Regions from separate parts of the Mus musculus genome. Here region 1 is linked to region 2. Evidence: chromatin contacts called from public Hi-C data. All regions are on one chromosome and are shown on one strand. The core of a region is the stretch at or near the end of the contact, and the rest is flanking DNA. Distances in the headings are between cores, read along the strand shown.

Region 1 (3,106 bases), core at 560-3,059, 1.1 Mb before region 2:
CATGTCTCGATGCCTGGTAAGCCAGCAGTGGTCACCAGGCGCCAAAAACATGCACGGGGCAGCTGAGAGGATAACACGAGGAATGAGAGTAGGATTCAAGATGGCGGCAGGGGAATCCAGGATTGTAATGGCACAAAGATACATACATCAGCCACCATGGCAGATCCTTTTGTGCATCCCTTTTCTAAAAGCTGTATTGCCTGTGATGTAACAGGAGCCTCTACAGAGGCCCTGAATTAGCCCTTATGGAACTCGGAGGGGGACAATCAACAGAAACTCAGAGTTGGGTGGGGAACTGTGTTTTCTTACACTGGCTGTTGTGGATGTAAGTCTGCTCAGCTCCCTGCACAGAAGAGAGGCCTCTCCTAGTGAACTCACACTCCCCTCTGTGGTTGGCTCCATAGGCCTCCCTCTTCCCTGTCTCAGGGATATGGCTGGACAGCCAGGTTTGGTAGAAAAGCACAGAGCTGTGTGTGGCTCTCACCAGGGCTGGCCAACTTGCTGTTCCGCTCGCCAAGAGAGGAGAGGGACTGGAGACAGGCCAGGCAGGGGGGAGGAGGCAGTGGGAGTCAGGTAAAAAGTGCCTACCTTTGGGAGCCCCTTCCAGGCCTGCCAGGGATGTAGCAAAGGCAGAAAGACTAGGCTGAGAGCCAGAGCAGGGTCAGGAAGGTATGCCCCCCCCCAAGGTGGGGGGCAAATGATAGAGCCTGGGGGGTAGAGGCCAGAAAGTGGAAACTCAATGAATAGGAAGCAAAGACTGGGCCAACTCTGTCCAAGGAAAAGCTAGTGTGGGTTTTCCTCATTGAGCAAAAGCCAGAAGAGGCAGCTCGCCAAAGCCAGGCTCCACCCCACCCCACCCCCCATTTCATTTCACCAAAACTGTGTTTGGGGAAGGGGCCAGGACAATCACTGGAGCCTTAGCTTGGCTCGTTCCTTTTACAGTGCATTTCCCAGAATAAACCACCCCAAGGCTTCATCTATCTCCAAAAAAGGAAACTGCTAAAAACCCTTCTTTCTGTCCAGCCCCTGAATCACACAGACAGAGAGCCGCCCCCACCTCTGGGTTTGGGGATGGGGAGCAGAGGAGGTCGAGGGGCGACTGCTTAGGTCTGACCCTAATTGCTCTTGTGGATGCTGTGCAGTGTGGGGGGCTGATCCCCACACTGAGCAGTTAGGGACTTCCCAAAGCATTAACCTTTCTTGGAGTGTACTGTACTGGGAGGTGCTCCCTCCGCCGCCTATTCAGGGGCCCTATTGATTCACTGCACACTCGGTGCCTTCAAAGTTGTTTATGATCAATATGCAAATTGCTCATGGCATTGATCTAGTATTAATTTTCAATTAGGGAATCCACAAGGGGTCTCTGAGGGTCAATACCTAACAATGCAAAGCGAACTCCGCTGCAGAGAACCACCCGGGCCTGATGTTGCTAAAAGCTTCCCTAAGCCACCTCCTTCTATGGCCAGGCCCTCTGGGCTGCTCCTGTGCATGGCTCATTTGGTTCCCTGTGAAGTCAGGACCCCTTCATTCGGCAATCTCGCAGGCTGGATCCGTGGCTGCTGCCCTGTGCCACCACCACCCCCAGGCAGTGCCCAAGGAACCCTTCCTGGCCTTCCAGTGTGCTCCCCTGACATCCAGCCTCTTGAGTTGGTGCCCCCGGGCATGCCTCCTCAGCTCCCCGGCTCCCCATGCCACACCCTGCCCAGACCACTCTCTCCCCCGGCTCCCCAACCACACATACCTTCTTCCTCCCTCTCTCCCTCTCCCTTGTTTCTGCTTAGTCACGGAACGTCACCTTGGCATGCTGCCACGGCTGGAGCTGGCGAGCTGCATGGTCCCCAGAAATCTCAGGCAGTCAGGCAGAGCCGCCAGGCTGCCAGGTTATACTTGGCAATCACCCCACTGATGTCATTTCAGAAAACCAGGGGAAGGGAAAGGGCCCCGGCTTCAAATCATCTGTTTCTCTTTTCTTTTAGCAAAAAAGAAAAAAAAATTCTTCCTAGTGAAACGTGGGGGTTGGGGGGCTTAATTACTTTACCAACCTTGCTCATGGTTCCCAGAAGAGGCCATGGCCCGCCCTCCAGGAGCGCAGGGGAATGCCTGTGAGCTTCAGATGGGGTGTCCTCAGGGAGAACATGCCCAGCTGGGACCAGAGTGACCTGGGGACTCAGTCATTCCATTACACCCCTAACAGCCCTTTGGAGACCTGTAGGAAGGCTGTTCAGCGGAAGGGTAGGAAGAGAAACGCATCTATCCAGCTGCGCCTCCAGGTGTGGGGCTCTGCTGCACTCCAGTGTTGGGGCTCAGCAAGCTGGCAGCCTTTTCTCTCTGCCAGGATCAGAGATGTTTCCTTTCTCCACCTAGAACACTCTGCAGAGGGCTAGGATCTCTTCCGTGGAGCTTCCTGAAGACCCAAACCATGCCACATGGGTAGTTAGTTATCTGCCCGCTTTCTGTGATGCCATGCATTGGGCTAATCTCTGCGCGTTAGCTAGCTAGGCTAATTGGTTTATGGATAACATTAATTACCATGTTGCTCATTAATGGATGAAATCTTTATTGGTGCCATTGATCAGGAGACTTGTTAGCTGGCCTCCTAACCAATGGTGGATGTAACAAGCTCTCTTATTGGCATATCAATTAATTCAATCAATTCCTGGCCAGCGGCTGCCATTCGGTTTCCGAGTTGCTCAGGGACAGGAGACAGAGCCATGTCCAGCATGCCTGGACTTGAGCTGTCTACCAAAGCCCAGCTGGTCTGGGTGCTATTCAGGGTTCATCTAACAGAAAACAAATGTCCTTTTCTTTCCCCTGCTCTTGCATTTGAAAACCATCCTTCTATATTTTAGGGATGACAGAATGGTTTTGTTGTGTGTGTGTGTGGGGGGGGGGGGCGGCTATGAGCTGGAGGGAGATAGTGGAGGGACTGGGGCAGGAAACAGAAGGACTGGAAAAGTCAGATGTGTCTGCAGAAGGGGCCAACACAACAGTCTGATCCCCAGGCTGGAACCTGGCCATGCTCGCACGCAACCATGGGACCAGCATGAAAACACCTACTCCAGCCATCAGCTCTTGGGACAATCTAGGGCACTGTCTCAAGCCACTG
Region 2 (3,206 bases), core at 335-2,834:
ACATACACACACATGCACACACACATACACATATACACACATATACATACTCCCACACACACATACATGCACACATGCACACGCACTATAAAAATAAACTTCTAAATAGCAAAATAAGTAGGACCTGTAATCTCAGCACTGGGAGGCTGAGGCAGGAGAAAAACAGGGAGTTGGAGGCCATTCTGAGTTACATTGTGAATTCTAGGCCAGCCTGGGCTACATAGAGAAACTATGTCTAAGAGAGAGAGGGAGAGAGAAAGGAACAAAGAGAGAAAGAGAGAAAGGAAGGAAGGAAAAGGAAAAGGGAAAGGGAAAAGGGGGGAAAGGGGGAAAGGGGGAAAAAGGGAAAAAAAGAAAAAAGGAAAAAAGGGAAAGGGAGGGAGGGAAGCAGGGAGGGAGGGAGGGAGGAAAAGTAAACAAAAATGGCAATACATACATATGCTCTCTACCTTAGACCGAGGTTCCCCCTCAGCCCACCCCCCTGTATATTTAACTCATGTGTAGATTGCTGTGTGAACAGATCCTGCAGTGCACTGTTTCAAAAATTATGACAAGAACAGTCTATACCTGCCTATAGCAGATACAACTCTTTCCCTAATTTTTTTGTATGCTGTTGAAGCCCACGAATACAGAAGCCACAGATATGAATGGATGGCCACATACCCTAATTTAAATAATTTTTCACATGCAAGCAGAAACAGACTGGTTCTAAAATAACTGGTTCAACCCTCAAAAAAAGAGAATCATGGAGGCTAAAGGCACAACTCCATGGTAAAGAGAACTTACTGCTCTTGCAGAGAGTCTGGGTTCAGTTCCCAGCACCCAACTTGGTAGCTCACACTGCCTGTAACTGTAGCACTAGGGAACCTCTCTCTGGTCTCTAAGGACACTAGGTACAGATGTAGTATACTTACGGACAAGCAGGCAAAACGCCCACACAAATAATCTAAAGTAAAAAAAATTTTTTTAAAATATGTATACTCAGTATGGACACCTTCTAAACGTTTCTGAAAAGACAAACATTAAACTAATTGGCAGAATCTTTCATAGCAATTATGACTTGTAAAAAGGCAAAAACACGCGATTGATAATCACTCACGAGGGAAGAAGGACAGGACCTGAAATCTGAAATAACAAATCACTGACTACAACAACATGTGTCTCAGGAGCATCCCGGCCCTCGACTAATAAGATCACAGAGGAGCTGTGTTTCCTGCAACAGAAAAATTCACTTTTAGTGGGTAGGTGTGGCTCTAAAAAATTGCCACATAATTTAGAGATCTGCGGGAATCTTTGGTATTTTTGGAACCTGGTGGAGCCTTTGGGGGTAAAAAAAGAAAAACTCATCACAGCTCCTTTCAGTCTTGGAGGAAGCTGGCACTTCTGCAATGGAGTTGTTAAACAGCCTGGCCATGCCAAAATTCATCATAGCACTGCCCCAGGGAGGCTGCGAGCTGCCTGACCCAGGAGCTCAGAGCGCGCCTGGAACAAAAGGCTAGCAACAATTTCAAAAGGATCCCTAGGAAGCATCCGGGAAGATGCGGGAGTGTCGAGGTGGACTGCGACAAACAGTGGGAGCTGGGAAGTGCTTGCTCGCTGGCTGAGGAAGGCAGAGCGCGCTGTGGAGCTTAGGAAGGGGGTGACTGGGCCGAGCAGGTTCGCTGGCAGAAGCCGCACACGGGATTGCTAGGCAATGGTCAATTTCCACACCATCATCCCAGAGTTAACTACAGAGCAGTGAAGATGGAGTATTGTGAAGAATGCGTCTCACACAGAGAAATGACAAAGAGAGAAAGGGAACAGGGGGGCAAGAGAAAGGGGGGGGGGACCAAAAGGAGGAAGCAAAAAAAGAGAAGGAGAAAGGGAAGAAAAAGGGGGGAGGAGGGGCAAAAAGGATGAGGGAGGGGAGAGAACGGAGAGGCAAGAAGAGAAGGGGAAGCGGAGAAAAAAGGGGGAGGGAGAGGGCAAAGGGAAGGAAGAGGTGAGGGACTGGGAGAATGAAGTCAGGAAGGAGGCAAAGAAAAGAGGGAGGAGATTAAAAGATGTGCATCAGGAGCCAGCGAGGGCACCGGAAGAAAGGAAAGGAAGTTAAAGGTCAAAGGGCAAGAGAAGAATTTGAAGAAAAGGTTTAGCAAAACAAATTTCCAGAAAGGCTGGCCATTTGTGTCAAAAAAGAGTGGTACCAGTGATTGCGAGCATCCAAATTTCTAGCGGTTCATTATTTTATTAATGCCATTCGGGCTTAACACTACTACCCCAGGACTGTAAATAGCAATGATAAGGACATCCAGGTTGGCGTCAATGAAGCTGAAGGATTTTATGTAAAACACAGCCTACAAGCAGAGAGATGACAGCTTACAAACCTTTACATCACATTAAGGAAAAGCCTCGCAAGGATCCACAAACAGCAGTCTTAATATGCAACAGCATTCCCTGCCCTGATGTCCCTATAGAATGATTTGTAATTCCTCTACATGTAAAATAACAAGTCTCCACACCCAAGGAGCGTAGTAAGAAAGTTAATGTATATTTAAAGAGCATGTTACGTTATCTTTAGCCCTATCCCCCACTTGTTTTCCAAAGTGAATAAGTTTATTTAAAAGAAAGAAGAAAGAAAGAAAGAAAGAAAGAAAGAAAGAAAGAAAGAAAGAAAGAAAGAAAAGAAAAGAAAGAAAGAAAGAAGGAAAGAAAGAAAGAAAGGAAGAAAGGAGACAGACATGATTGCTCCACTTGGTTTGGATTAAGAAGAAAGATTTTTTCGGGTTTTGGTTTTGTTTTGTTTTTTTGTTTTTTTGTTTTTTGTTTTTTTTTTGTTTTTTGTTTTTTGTTTTTTGTTTTTGTTTTTTTTTTTGTAGCTATGAGGGAGAGCACTGACAAGAAACGTCAGGAAAAGTCCAGACTAAACTGGGCCCTAGAAACAGAAAGAGAGAGAGAGAGACTGAGGGGAAGGGGGAGAGAAGAGAGAATCCAAGGGCCAAGAGAACAAAAAGCCAAGAACCCCAAAAGGATCAGTAGCCAAAATGGCTATGGTTTTACAAGAGTCAGATTCTGGAGACCGGGAAGCCCAGACCAGGCCTGGGCTAAAAACTTTAGGGTAGGAGGCAGAGTATGTCAGCTGGGAAGGGCGGGGAGGGGGAGGGAGGATGCTGTGCCAGGTAAGGACTGAGGGAGACTGGCAGCCAGAGTCTGCCAAAACTGAAGCTCAA

The links. Hi-C and Micro-C count contacts between places; a contact is called where the count stands out from the background.
Region 1: a Hi-C map of the N1E-115 cell line shows a contact between it and region 2, with 2.9 times the contacts expected there. The contact joins two enhancer-like sites. A contact is called at or near these places in 1 of 15 datasets of contacts at CTCF or cohesin (stem cell-derived epiblast-like cells), 6 of 484 Hi-C or Micro-C datasets (the N1E-115 cell line, cerebellum, cortical neurons and 3 more), 6 of 115 datasets of contacts at active chromatin or transcription factors (astrocytes, differentiating embryonic stem cells, embryonic forebrain and 3 more) and 1 of 9 other capture datasets (embryonic stem cells).

The regions. Positions count from the first base shown.
Region 1 is chr8:108,895,349-108,898,454 of GRCm38.p6, reverse strand. The region is part of intron 4 of Zfhx3 (zinc finger homeobox 3); the gene reads right to left. Among named protein-coding and RNA genes, the nearest start is that of Mir3108, 40 kb to the left of the region's middle. Within about 2 kb of position 1,809, at least 138 of the 459 cell types and tissues checked have an H3K27ac peak or open chromatin away from gene starts, as enhancers often do. A contact at or near this core is called in the N1E-115 cell line and astrocytes, where this site is marked.
Region 2 is chr8:107,823,144-107,826,349 of GRCm38.p6, reverse strand. All of the region lies in intron 2 of Gm39242 (a long non-coding RNA gene), which reads left to right. It overlaps Gm42040 (a long non-coding RNA gene), which reads right to left. Exons shown (of 3, transcript XR_879157.1): 3 at 3,060-3,206. Among named protein-coding and RNA genes, the nearest start is that of Gm39242, 9.6 kb to the left of the region's middle. Within about 2 kb of position 1,584, at least 43 of the 459 cell types and tissues checked have an H3K27ac peak or open chromatin away from gene starts, as enhancers often do. A contact at or near this core is called in the N1E-115 cell line and astrocytes, where this site is marked.